4 separate regions of the Mus musculus genome follow, and all the other regions are linked to region 1. Evidence: chromatin contacts called from public Hi-C and Micro-C data. All regions are on one chromosome and are shown on one strand. The core of a region is the stretch at or near the end of the contact, and the rest is flanking DNA. Distances in the headings are between cores, read along the strand shown. Region 1 has its middle 21 kb from the start of Gm40047. Region 2 has its middle 66 kb from the start of Gm38537. Region 3 has its middle 97 kb from the start of Gm38537. Region 4 overlaps Gm30292 (predicted gene, 30292).

Region 1 (3,206 bases), core at 486-2,985:
AGATGGTTGTGAGCCACCATGTGGTTGCTGGAAATTGAACTCAGGACCTTTGGAAGAACGGTCAGTGCTCTCAACCACTGAGCCAACTCTCCAGCCCCAAAGTCGTTCTCTCAACCAGCAGACCCAGGGTCCCTTCTTCCTGCACCTTTCCTCTTAACCACTTGTAAAATGGCTTCCCGACAGGACAACTTCAACATCAGATGCTTCCATTTTTCCTGGAGTTAAATAAAACAGTGTCTCTGGGCAGCAACAAGTATAAATGGGTGGTCTCCAGTTATCTGAGTGACCTTAACCACGGGTCGTGAGTGCTCGGGCTGAACTAGTTTTCCTTGGGGGGTTGGGGGTGGACCGGGGAGAGGTAGATGTAACTAATAGATTCTGTGTTCCAGCCAGCATTGGAGGGGCCTCCTCCCAAAGAGGAGTCTAGTTCATACAGATTGGTAAAGGGCCCAGATATTGGAGCTTTTTTTTCAGAGCCTCCAAGTTATTCTGGTGGACAGCCAAGGACATGTCCCCAGGTAGCTGGCCAAGTCCTTAAGGAAAGCTTCTTCTGTCTCCTAAGACCTCCTCATGTAAGCACCCACATGGCATAGACACGTGCGCCTAGTGACTACCCACGCTGTTTGCATGGTGGCTTTGCTCTTGTCATGGAACTCAAGTGGGATTCTGTGGCCTGAGATAGCAGCTCTAAGGCCACACCTCAACAGAGCATCTACAAAACTCTGGATTTCACAGGTGGAAAAATGTAAATATGGAAAAGACGAGCTTTTTAAAACCAAGGAAAGGAAGAAAAAAAAAAAGCTGTGTCTACAGAATGGCTTTTCCAGGAGCCTGACCCGTCTGTGGTACTTTGTGTGCTCAGAGGTAACCTGGAGTTAGGAAACGTTCTAAAGGCCAGCAGGATCCGCCTCAGTTTGGCTGAGAAAGTGCAATCACTGGCTGCCTGAGATATTACGCAGGGATTTGAATGCTGGGTACAAGTGCAACATGGAAATTATTTCAACAGTCAGTCTGAGTGTCAAGTGTCCTGCTGGGCCTCCGGGATCGGATACTCCTGTGGGCGAATGGAGCAGCGAACAGCGGCTGGAGCTCCATGAAGCCCCATTGCAGGGAGATAACTCGGTGGCCAGTCAAATTTGCCCCAGGGTTTTGGAGCTGGCCTTTCTGCTACATGCAAAGCCAGGACGCGTTTCTTGTCAGATGATTCAGCTGTAAGAACGTGCGTGTGTGGTCAAGCTGTCCGGATGGAGTCAAGCCTGCTTGTGTTCCCTTTTGATCCCTACCTTCTCTTACTTCTGCTCCTGAACTGCTGAACCCGGGGAAGAGCTGTTTGCCGTTCCGTGGCAGAATGACATCAGCAGGGAGGCAGTTCCTGGGCCAAGGGAGCCAAGTCCTCAGACACCATCTCGGAAGTAGGACAAGTACATTTTGTTTCTCCAATTCAACCCAGAGAACTGCCTGGTCCCCGAGGCCCGTGCCAAATGTGTTTGCGCAACCTCGGCAGCGGTGCCCAAAATGCGGCGCAAGACTCGGCCAGAGGTTTCGTTTCGTTGTGGAATGAATACTCACAGATGGTAGGGCTAGCGTTGTTGGTGGCCCTGGCTATGTGAATTGCAGGCTCAAACCTCCGCAAAGGTTAGGGTCCTAGAAGGCATGGTACTCGATCTCTGGCTAGGCCTATCATAACCCATTGCCTCAGTACTTAGCCTAGCCAAGGCACACAGAGCATTGAGGTAAAGCTGGCCAGGGCACTGTGCCATCGTATTTTGGCTAGGAGCATGTTCCTGGGCGCGGGTGGGGAGTTGGGAAGGAGAAAAGCTACCAATTTGGCTGTTGCTCCCGAACATTTGCTCTGCATTCTTGAATGCTCTTGGTTAAAGTCCTTATACCCCAGGCAATGGGGCAAGAATGCACACACACTACACATGTGAATGCATGCATACACAGAGAGACCCAAAACATCTTAGTAGATAAAAACCAGCTGTTTTGTGTGTGCCTATATATGCGTATTTTTCTTAGGAGAAATCAAGGACTATGAAAATGTGTTCACATGTAAATGACCAGTATTTGAAGGCTAATGTTGGTATCTTTCAAAGTCTAACGTAATAATAAACTTGTATGTTTTGTAGGGCTTTATAGGTCACAGTACATTCCACATGTCTCATTCATCTGATGGGCCTAACCACGATGTAGCGCATGTGTTAGCTTCTTCTCCAGTTCTACATTTAAGGGAAGCAGGGAAGTACTTTGCTCAAGACTGCATATCAATCAAGTCTCAGGATCAGACTAAGAACAGAGGCCAACCCCATCCAATCTCCTTACCCTGCCGGCCCCTAATCTTTATAGTAAAATGACCAAAGGGAAACAGTCCTGAAATCTACTCATCTATTTGTAGGACTGGATGACATGGCTCAGTCCCTCCCAGAGCAGTCACGAGACCAACAGCAACACCTGCTTCATTTGGGACTAAAACAAAACAAACAAACAAACAAACAAACAAATCCAACGAGTTCCAAGTCCACCCCTGACCATTCGAGTCATCATCTGCACTTTGATAGCATCATGCATATGATGAGCCAAGTTTGGGACAATAGGAAGGATTGAGCTAGGGTTATACTCTCCTTCCTGGCACACTTGGGAGCTCCTGATGTTTAAATCACATAATCGAAGGAACAAAAGAAGAGGAAGAAGGAGGAGGGGAAGAAAAAGAAAAGGAGGTGGAGGAGCAGGAGGAGGAGGAGCTGCTGCAGCTCATGGTAGGATCTTATACTCGCCGTTCTAAGAGCTAGATATAGGAGATCATGCCTCTAAAACTCTCCAGGTAGCAGCTCTGCAGTCAGGGCTGAAAATGGTTAGAGTAGACCAGGTGCTTTCCACCTTTGCTGAATCTGTGAGCCGGATCCACGGGAAACAGCCTAACCATGCATCACCCACCCCATTCCTGGTGGGTTTGTCAGGATTCATAGAACATTTTGCTGTATTGAATCTAAACTTCCCTATCGCTTGGAGATCTTATCCGATAAGCACCCGCGGGTGGCCATTCCCTGTGGGTAACTATTCCAAGTAAATTGGAGTCCCTTTCTTTTCTTGGGAAAAGAATCAAAGTGTCAAGAGCGAAGTTGCCAGCGGCCATATCTATCTGAAGAGATGCACGCAGCTTTGCGGTGTGTTAGGAGTGTTGCAACGCATTAGAATCCTCCTGGTGA
Region 2 (3,242 bases), core at 374-2,873, 200 kb before region 1:
CTGCTGCAACCACCAATCTAGGCAGAGTCCCGTAGGCAGCAACCTGGGTCACTAGCAATTGGTCTTAGCTTTGACAGCATCAGCTGGTTACTTAATTCATTAGCCGCTCTCCAGAACTGAGTTTGTAGCTCAAACTTGTTTCTTCCCCCAAATTCACCAAATTCAACAACACCCTCCTTACTCCCCATGCCAGTTCTGTTTGTTTTTTGTTGTCACAGGTGCATAGTTTTACTTCCGGTGCCCAGCCTGTCTGATCTATAACCTGGGTCACCTTTTCCCTACCCTCATACCACTGGCTCAGACTCCGTGCTTCAGCTTCTTCTCTCACTCAGTCAGGTCTTCTAGAGGATTCCAAACACTGCCTGTCTCTGCAGTGTGGCCTGAGTTAACGTACAGACAGAATTAGGAATGCTCTTCTCTCCCTCAGAATTGTCCTCGTCCTCATTTTCAACATCTTGAAACTGGCTGGGATGCTCGCCCCCCCCCTCCCCCAAGCCTCTCACCCTATAATCTAGCCATGGGTTTGTTCTTATTACTGTCGGTTTGGGCTTCTGTTTTCCCCTCTACCTGCCTTCCCTAGCTATGGAAATCCGACCCTTCATTCAGTAACAAACACAAGAGCCACCTCTTCCAGGAAGCCCTCTGGGAAGCCTCCTAAGAGAAGTCAGTTGCTTGGTCTTCTGTCCCCTCAGCCCTTCCTCGGCATCTTCAGGCATCAGTCAGGCGTGTGTTGGTCTGGCCACTCTGCTGGCTGCCAGATCAGAGGACAGGAGTGCTGCTCTCATCTCCAGTGTCAACAGATTGGCTCTTAACTTGCCCCAGGCCTGGGCTTATCTGATAGCCTTGTGGCCTCAGTTCGGAGATGTCCTGCAGTCCTTAGTCGCCCCCCCCCCCCCACCTTCCAACGCACCACCCCCCCTACCCCTTCAGAGGGTGTCGAGGTTTCCCTAGAAACTGCCACTTCAAAGCCACAAAGGAAAAACAAAAATCTAGCTAAATCAGGCAAGGCGGCTTCCTTCCGAGGATGCCTTCCTGTGCTCCTGCACCTGTGCGTGGCCTCCGGTCAGATTTTGACACGAACCAGCAGTTGCACTCAGAATCACCCAGGGGAGGTAAGGGTGCCCAGAGCAGGTCGACAGAGAGCTGACTTCTGCCCCCAGCCCCTCTTGGGAGTCCTGACTGGAATGGTTCCCTTCTTAACTGCCTTGAGGGTGTATGGTAGTTCTGCCACCTGGAGGGTGTGTCTTTCCCTATAGGCCAGAAACACTTTAAATCCTCACTCTGCCCTCTAGAGTGACCTGGTGCTTAATTTTCAATTTTTTTTTTTTTTTTTTTTTAGCGTTGATGGGGCTAGAATAATCCAGGGCTGACAGTTCTGCCCCCGACCTACCTCTGCAGGCTACAGGCTTTCTTTTCTACTTTTAAATTTTCCAGGTGCCCCGGGTTGCTCTTCCCAGTGGGAGTCCTGCCTTAAATCCTAGGCCATTTGCATTTTCTCAAGGACCCTTTGTGGCAGGTAGGTCCTCGCCTCTTGCAAATGACCTTGAATAACACTGCCCTCTGCACTCTTTCTGGCAGCCACAGGAAGAACGTCCTGCCCGCTGTGAGTCTGGGGCCTTGGAGAGCAGGGCAGGGAAAACAAACAGCCTGTCCTTATTCGTCCATTACTGCAGACCAGTGGATTGGGCATTTAGGATTTAGATTTGCAATTTGTGAATTGATTAAACGAGGAGACTTTACCGAGTGGCTCCCAAGGGCGCAAGTCTTTCATGCCTCTTTCACAGATGAAGAATCTGAGTTATGACAAAGTTTGGCGCACTCAACTCCCAACCAGACTCCCCCTATGGGCTCTTTATTCGCGCTGAATCACGGGCCTGACTGTCGCCCAGAGCAGAGAGGGCGTCGCCTGTGGCTGGCGGATTTTTACTGCTTCCTTTTCATACTTCTGTCACCTCTGTCTGATCTCAGTCCTTGCCTGGCCACTCCTGCGTGCCCCACAAACTTGGAAAACCGCTGCCCTTTTCTCAGCCATTAGCTAGCAGGAGAGAGGCGTGCTTCCCGATTGAGGGCGGCAGCCGTGATGGGGTGGGGATGGGGCCGCTGAGAGGTAGCCTCCGTTCATCAGGCCTGAGCCCACCGGCTCCCTCACCAGGCCTGCATCTCTTGGGTCTGGTGAAAAGAGAAGGGGGTGGGGGTGGGCGTGGAGCCCTCCTGGGAGGCCGATCCAGGGGCTTTCTCTGCCTTAGCGCTGTTGTCTGGGCTTGCCAAGTCCCACGAGTTGGCAAACTCTCGGAGAAGTGCTTTCAAAGCCGGCCTTCGCCCTCCTTGGCAGATGCCTCAAAGCTGTCTTGCTTTGCTCTGCCTGTGCCTGGGAGTCTGTACAGGGCATTTGTTCACACGCCTCAGTGGGGACATCCCTGGAAGAGGCTCACAGGCACAGTGGGAGCTCAGCTGGATGACCCTTGAGGCAGGACCACTTGGGTGGGCGTCAGGAACTGGGGCCAGGTGGCTTGGGAGGGGCAGAACGCCAGAATGGGCGAGGGAGGTGCTAGAAGTGTTCGCTCTCCTCGGGAATAGCGTTTAAGGACTGGGAAGCATTGCCAAATAGTTAACTTTTAGAAGCTGTAGGCAGGGCACTGAAACTTTTTCTATTTCTGTTTTACTTTAGTTATCCTGTTTGATGCAAAATCATAAATATCCCAGGACATAGAAATGAGTCCTCGGGACCAGACAGAATCGAAGATGGCCTTGGAATTTACTGGCCTCAAAACGTTTTTCTAAAGTTTCATTTCTGGACGTTCACAAAACTTTAAAAGTGAGGCTCTTTGAAAAAGCCAAGCACAGGTGTGGCACCTTTAATCCCAGCACTCAGGAGACAGAGGCAGGGGTCTCTGTGAGTTCCGAGGCTGTTCTAGGTTACAGTGAGTTCCAGGGCAAACAGAGCTATATAGTGAGAATCCTGTCTTAAACAACAGATAGATAGATAGATAGATAGATAGGCTGGCTGTTCCATGTTACAGTGAGTTCCAGGGCAAACAGAGCTACATAGTGAGAATCCTGTCTTGAACAACAGATAGATAGATAGATAGATAGATAGATAGATAGATAGATAGATAGATAGGCAGATTAATAGGTAGATAGATGGTCGGAAGATTATCTGATGCTTATGTGAACAGAGCCCATCCCAGACATCACAGGTAATAGCCCAACTAGGGTTGCCAATCAAAATGCCAAATACCATT
Region 3 (3,088 bases), core at 189-2,688, 230 kb before region 1:
AACTAGGACACTATTCAAAGTCCTTTTGTGTAGCCTGATATGGTAGCATACCCAAAATACCAGTATGTTGAAGGGTGAGGTAGGAGGGCTTCTGTAAGTCCCAGGCAAGCCTGGGCTACCTAGTGACTTTCAGACCTACACTAGATAGGTTGAATACATGGAGTCCTTTGTAGATGTTGAAGCCTCAAATGCAGGGGCAGGGAAACAGACCGAAGACTCTCATACCATGGGGGCGCATCCTTCTTGAACATGGAGGAACTAAATCTGGGCTTAGCTTTCTGTTCCATGTCTCTCTTGTTGAAGGATGACTTCTTTTTCAACAAGAAACTGTATCTCCACATTGAAGAATACTCCTGCTCAGACTCCCACTTCCTTGGGAAAATGTTCATTGGCTCCACAGGGTCTCCATATAAGTTCTCCATATTCTGGGTTCTTTGAACAAGTCTCCGTGGTGACGGTGACTACTGAGCGTGCCCTTGGGACCATGGGATGCTCAGCCAGGCTCCTGTCTCTCCAGATGGAAATGCCATCTTGGAATCTTCCTCAGCTGTTGGGAAGCAACTCAGATCGGGGCTTCAATGTTCCTCTAAAGCTAAGTGCTTGGTTCTTAGGTCACGGCTAGACAGCCCCCGCTGAGTCTGTTTGCTGTCCCTTTCCCTCTGCTTCTGAGCTGTTTCGGATCTGGGGAACCTCTGACTCATAATAAGTGACTGTGGCCTTCTCTGCAGAAAGTGGTGACCCTGGGGATGAGGCAGCTGTGACCTAGGCAAGTGTAGTCCCGTGGCTTAAAAGTATGACAAGCTCAAGTGGGGCTTTATGAGCAATGGAAACCACAAGACGTGGTTCTTGGGAGCAGCTCCGTGCTGCTGGGGAGGACACCTGGCTCCGCTTGTGTTTAATCTGTCTGAAAACGACAACGACACAGTTTAGCAGCCCTAGGGCCTATCAGACACCTGAGGCTATTTTGGATTTTCGTTAACAAAATGGATCTTGAGATTAAGACTCTGGCTTTATGAAATGTAAGCCAATGGGACATGTCGTTTGTAAAAAGAGGCTCATGTGTTTTCTGAAAGTTTGGATCTCATAGCTTGACTCAGAGCAGACCTTTCATTCATTAATTTTCCAAAGAAACAGACTTTAGGTGAATTGCCACATTGTTCTAGAAAGAGACCACTAGAAGCCAAAGATATCCCAAGTCGCCTTTTGGGGTCCTAAAGTGGTACTCAGTACCTCAGGGCTCAGCCCATGGAAAGGTGGCAGCTAAAATGGAGAGGACGCTGAATTTAGGTGTATCTCTTTGAATCCATGGTCAGGGCTGATGAAGTCACAAGGACTGGGTGAGGCCTAAATCTGTCCTGTTTTGCATGCAGTGGTCCCTGGGCCAGTCTGTGTCCCAGGCTGGTGCTGAAAGTTTACAGTTGAATCTGGACCCGGTGTTAAAGCTTGGCTTAGTCACTCAACAGTTACATAACCGTGGGCAACTGCCTTCGCCAGTCGGAACTTTTCTTTCCTTGTTGACAAAGTGGGATAAGAATACCTTGTTTTTCAGATTGCCCTAGGGATGAAACAGCCCAGTGTCTGGAAACCCTGGCCGTCTGAGTCCAGTGTTAGGGAGTTCCCAAAACCAAGCTGCAGAGTTCCTTCCTCCACAAAGCAGCCCTGCACGGCTTTGTTTCTAGGAGAGGAGGTGGAGGATGTGACTGGCCAATGGTGACCTAGATAAAGACTTGACTTCTGTCTGACTGCCCCTTCCTTCCAGGATGACACTTCAGCTCTGAAGGGTGACAGGCCAGCAGCATAGACTTGTGCCACCTCAGCCAGAAGTTGCCACCGACCTGTGACGTTCTTTTAAACATCACTGCAGTTTCAGGATCATCCATGGAGACTTGTTTGCTAGAGATGGACCCTGCCAGGTTATCTACAACACTGTGGTTTTTTTTTTTTTTTTTTTGAGTTTTTGCTAATGAATAAGGGCGTAAGGTTCATTTCTAACTCATTCTCCTAAGAGACTTGGGTTTAGGAACAATCACAGCTCAGTTAACATCCTCTATGCCAGGCGTGGTCTGAAGAGTATTTATTACCTTGGAGCCGGAGAGATGGCTCAGCAGTAAGAACACTGGCTACTCTTACAGAGGATGTCCAGACCATCTGTGACTTCAGGTTCAGAGCATCCCACACCCTCTTGTGACCTCTCTGGGTACCAGGCACACCTGTGATGTACATACATACAGGCAGGCAAAGCACTTGTGTATATTAAAATTTTTAAAATACTGTTTCTTTAAAGTGTATTTCTTATTTTTATCACTATATCTACCCTATGGGGGAAAATTCTTTTAAAGATATATTTATTTCTGCCAGACATGGTAGTACATCCCTTTACCCCAGTAATCTGGAGGCAGAGGCAGGCAGATCTCTGTGAGTTTGAGGCTAGCCTAGTCTACATAGCAAGATCTAGGCTAGCCAGAACTCCAAAGTAAGATGTTATCTCAAAAATTTTAAATATCTACTTAACATGTGTATGTTAGTGCCTGCATATACATGTGTGCTTGGCCTTAAATCTAAGTCTCCTTGCTTCTGACAGTGTAGCAGCTGGAATAACACACGTGTACAGCCATTCCACAGGAACTTTAATGGATGAAACTTTCTTAAAGCATTTTTAAAAATTCATGTATATAAGTTAATTTTTTTATATCTTAATTAAATTTAAATTTTTTAATTACTTTGATATTTTTATTGAGAAATCATGTTTAATGTATAAGCATTTTGCCTGTGTGTATGTATGTATGTATGTATGTATGTATGTGCACATATACCTGCCTGTGCCCAAGGAGGACAGAAGAAGGCATCAAATCCCCAGAACAGGAGTTATAGACAGTTATGAGCTGTCACATAGGTACTAGGGATCAAACTGGATCCTCTGCAAGAATAGCCAGTGCTCTTAACCACTGAACTAGCTCACCAGCCCCCAAAAAAGTGGTTAATATAAAATACGTGATCAGTTCATACTCTTCAAATTCAAGACATTCGCATTTGATTTAGTTTAATTGGCTTTACATTTTTATTTTCTTCTTCTACTTTGAGTCTTTTG
Region 4 (3,446 bases), core at 213-2,712, 190 kb after region 1:
ACCATGTCTCCTCCAAAGTGCAGACAGGTCTGCCAGGGAGGGGCCTGGTCCCTTGAGGACTTTTTTGGTCCAGATCAAATAGTGGTGGTCCAGCTCGGTCTGGGTGAGCCTGGTGCTTTTTCACCAATAAAAAGGACTTTTAAAAATTAATGTTGAAATATTCTTCCATCATCCCGAAAGTATGCACTTTGCTCATCTGAAAAACACAACCATCTTGCCAGTTTCTGGTTGAAATTTGTATGTGCTGCCTAGAATAACAGTGAATCAGTATTTCTTTCAACATGAAGCTTTGGTAATGCTGCCCAGATTAGTTTTGCTCTTCTGTGTTCCTCTTACGGTCTGCTACTCATAGGCACATGCACATACAGATTACATACCTATATCTCCCGCACACACAGACACAAGCACGCTTATGCACCACATGTCACAGAATATGAGGATTTTTCAAGGGAGGTGTTCTGTGCCGAGCAAAACACTGGAGCTTAACTTCTTTATGCCAAGGGCTAACAAATCGAGGATTCCTTTTGCAGGCCTCATTTCTCCTCTGCAGAGAGAGTCTCGGTGGTTGCGTGGCTGAAGGTCCCACTGGTGGGTTCCTGCATCATCACAATGATGTAGGTGATGCTGGGCAGCATGGTAGGTTGGATCCAGTCTGTGAGTTTGTAGTGCACCTTCCAGGGAAAGCAAAGTTAGTTATACAGGAGTTAGCACAATGGTCTGCTGAGGATAACCTGTGGATGGGCTGTTGAGAATTATGAGGCCAGAAGACAGGTTTTGTATCGTTTTCCAATTCAAGACACTTTGTGACATAGTTAATCTTTGTGAGCATCATTGTCCCCCAGACACACATAGGCATATAGCCAGACGCTGAGAGAAACAGTTACTGTCTTAATCTAAAGATTTCTCTAACCTCTACTTGTGACAGCTGGACTTTCTTCCTCTGCCCTGTTACTGCTAAGGCCCCCACAGCCAACAAAATTCCCTCACAACATATGCCATTTGAGAAGGCAAAGGTCTACCTGAGATGTAGATAATAACAAACCCAACAAAAGCCACAGTTAGGATTTCGGAACGTTTTCCTAGGACTGGCGAGTACAAGGCAGATAGTACGGTATCCACCTTCACACACTTCTTGTAAATCATAAAGTTAGCTTTATACACATGAAAAGAAGATGTGAGGCCTCTGAATCAGAGCAAGGGGTTTTATTATTCTCATCAACAGAAGAAGTAATAATTTCAGTTTTTCTTGCTGTTTTCCAGACAAGATGTGTACTCTAATCCTCTATCTCATAGTCAATAAAATGAGTTTTGGACATCAGCAACAATTTTTTAGGTGTTCTGTTTCAAGGATATTAGAATGTGTGGCAAAGTAAGGACCCTCTGCAGGGGCTGGGCTGTATTCTCAGCTTCAGCTCTGATCTCCTTCCTGGCCTGAGACCACAGAGCAGCTGCCATAGCAGGGCTCAGTAAATCGCCTGGGAGGGACAGTGGGAGAGTGTGGCAGCCTTGGATTAGAGAGCAGCTGCTAGACCTAGGATTCACACAACTTTTCTCTCCTTGTGGAATCGTTATTTTTCCCCTTTTCCATCTCTAGCCAAACCAGGCGTGCCATCCCAAAAAGAGACAGTGGGTCACAGAAGGTATGGATGCAAGCAGGTATCATGGTTCTCAGATTCAGATGAGAAGAGCTGAAGGTCAGGTCCTGGAACCTTGCACTTTCAGGTTGAAAATGACTTTTAACTTCATTTTACCCAGTCACCTTATTTTCTAGAAACACTGGAAAATATAAGAGAAAAGAAAAATCTCTTGACTTGTCAGTCTGCTGTATTTCATGAGCCTGGACACAACCAAGACAAATTTAAAGACACAGCCCATCTTGGCAATCAGCTTTTAAAGAGTAATGGTTGAGGGACTGGAGAGATGGCTCAGCGGTTAAGAGCACTGACTGCTCTTCCAGAGGTACTGAGTTCAATTCCCAGCAACCACATGGTGGCTCACAACCATCTCTAATGGGATCAGATGCCCTCTTCTGGTGTGTCTGAAGACAGCAATAGTGTACTCATATGCATAAAATAAATAAACAAATAAAAAAAGGAGTGATGACTGATACTGATAAAATTACAGAATAAAAGTTTCATTTGATCTTAAAATAGCAATAATCCATCCTCTAGCTAGCTCTAAAGCCATCCTTTGGGTCATTTATTCCATTATGAATCTTACAGAATTTTCATTACCAAACGGTATATGAATTACTGGAAGGTGTGTGTAAAATAAAACTCACAGATATCTTCTCAATCATGAAGATGTTTGTCTAAACTTTTACCAAGTCAGTAGATTGCAGTCATGTTGATATTTTTCCTCTATTCTTTTCTCTTAAGATATGTTGAAAGAGTCCATAAACCACACGGATTCATTAATACCAGCCTTTATACGAGAAGATGCATATACAAAGATTCTGATTTTAAACAAATGTTTGCTAATGATGGTTTAAAATGAGAATTATGAATGAACATTAATTTCATCTGAGGCCTAATAGCCTTCCTGAGCTAACCTAACCTAAGAGATTAAAAAAACCCATCTTGCTAAGTTAGCCACAGAGGACACTTATCTCATTATGTGTAAGGTTGGGGGTGGAGAGTGCATGTGCACGTGTGTGCTAGACCAGTGTGTGCACATCCCCACTGTGCAGACCACTAATACTCTAGCCCAGTTTTCAAGCACATGATACTTTACACATCTGTAGTATGAAACTACTTCAAAGTAGGGATTTAGAAGAGTACCCTGGGTAAAAATATCGACTGCTATCTGGAAAGCTTTCAGATGAATAGATGAGTATGGAAAAGCTTGAAGCTTTGAGCAGCTTCAATCTAGGCATTCACTGAGGTAAACAGCAGGCTGCTGTGAGTTCCAAGACCCTGGGGCTAGCTGCTGGCATTCCCAAGCTGTTCTCTATGGCTTTTCCAGTACACGTTCTGCTCCAGCCCTCATGGCTACTCTTTTCTTCCTTGAAGACATATCTTAGGTAGGGTTTTACTGCTGTGAACAGACACCAGGACCAAGGCAACTCTTACAAGAACAAAGTCTAATTGGGGCTAGCTTACGGGTTCAGAGGTTCAATCCGTTATCATCAAGGTGGGAGCCTGGCAGCATCCAGGCAGGCATGGAACAAGAGGACGTGAGAGTTCTACATCTTGTTCTGAAGGCAAAGAAGAGAAGACTGGCTTCCAGTCAGCTAGGACAAAGGTATTAAAGCCCATGCCCACAGTGACACACCTCCTCCAACAAGGCCACACCTACTCCAACAAGGCCACACCCACTCCAACAAGGCCACACCTCCTAATGGTGCCACTTCCGGGGCCAAGCATATACAAACCAACACAAGACACTAGCTTCATTCCTTTTGCTCTGAGCTTTTGTGCTCACTCTTTCCTGTAAGGAATGTTTTC

What was found. A called contact is a pair of places that touch in the nucleus more often than the background predicts.
Region 2: a contact with region 1 is called in a Micro-C map of brown adipocytes, with 4 times the contacts expected there. The contact joins two enhancer-like sites. A contact is called at or near these places in 1 of 39 promoter capture datasets (the C10 cell line), 1 of 15 datasets of contacts at CTCF or cohesin (pro-B cells), 6 of 484 Hi-C or Micro-C datasets (the C2C12 cell line, brain, brown adipocytes and 3 more) and 3 of 115 datasets of contacts at active chromatin or transcription factors (effector CD8 T cells, hepatocytes and neural progenitor cells).
Region 3: a contact with region 1 is called in a Hi-C map of liver, with 4 times the contacts expected there. The contact joins two enhancer-like sites. A contact is called at or near these places in 4 of 39 promoter capture datasets (the C10 cell line, cranial neural crest, liver and 1 more), 1 of 484 Hi-C or Micro-C datasets (liver) and 2 of 115 datasets of contacts at active chromatin or transcription factors (fibro-adipogenic progenitors and hepatocytes).
Region 4: a contact with region 1 is called in a Hi-C map of muscle stem cells, with 1.9 times the contacts expected there. The contact joins two enhancer-like sites. A contact is called at or near these places in 3 of 484 Hi-C or Micro-C datasets (muscle stem cells, myocytes and nephron progenitors).

What each region holds. Positions count from the first base shown.
Region 1 is chr3:52,599,761-52,602,966 of GRCm38.p6, forward strand. No RefSeq gene overlaps it. Among named protein-coding and RNA genes, the nearest start is that of Gm40047, 21 kb to the left of the region's middle. Within about 2 kb of position 1,736, at least 54 of the 459 cell types and tissues checked have an H3K27ac peak or open chromatin away from gene starts, as enhancers often do. A contact at or near this core is called in brown adipocytes, hepatocytes, liver and 1 more, where this site is marked.
Region 2 is chr3:52,399,403-52,402,644 of GRCm38.p6, forward strand. No RefSeq gene overlaps it. Among named protein-coding and RNA genes, the nearest start is that of Gm38537, 66 kb to the right of the region's middle. Within about 2 kb of position 1,624, at least 211 of the 459 cell types and tissues checked have an H3K27ac peak or open chromatin away from gene starts, as enhancers often do. A contact at or near this core is called in brown adipocytes, hepatocytes and muscle stem cells, where this site is marked.
Region 3 is chr3:52,368,588-52,371,675 of GRCm38.p6, forward strand. No RefSeq gene overlaps it. Among named protein-coding and RNA genes, the nearest start is that of Gm38537, 97 kb to the right of the region's middle. Within about 2 kb of position 1,439, at least 22 of the 459 cell types and tissues checked have an H3K27ac peak or open chromatin away from gene starts, as enhancers often do. A contact at or near this core is called in hepatocytes and liver, where this site is marked.
Region 4 is chr3:52,792,954-52,796,399 of GRCm38.p6, forward strand. It overlaps Gm30292 (predicted gene, 30292), which reads right to left. Exons shown (of 5, transcript NR_166453.1): 2 at 378-671. Among named protein-coding and RNA genes, the nearest start is that of Gm30292, 3.1 kb to the right of the region's middle. Within about 2 kb of position 1,463, at least 11 of the 459 cell types and tissues checked have an H3K27ac peak or open chromatin away from gene starts, as enhancers often do. A contact at or near this core is called in muscle stem cells, where this site is marked.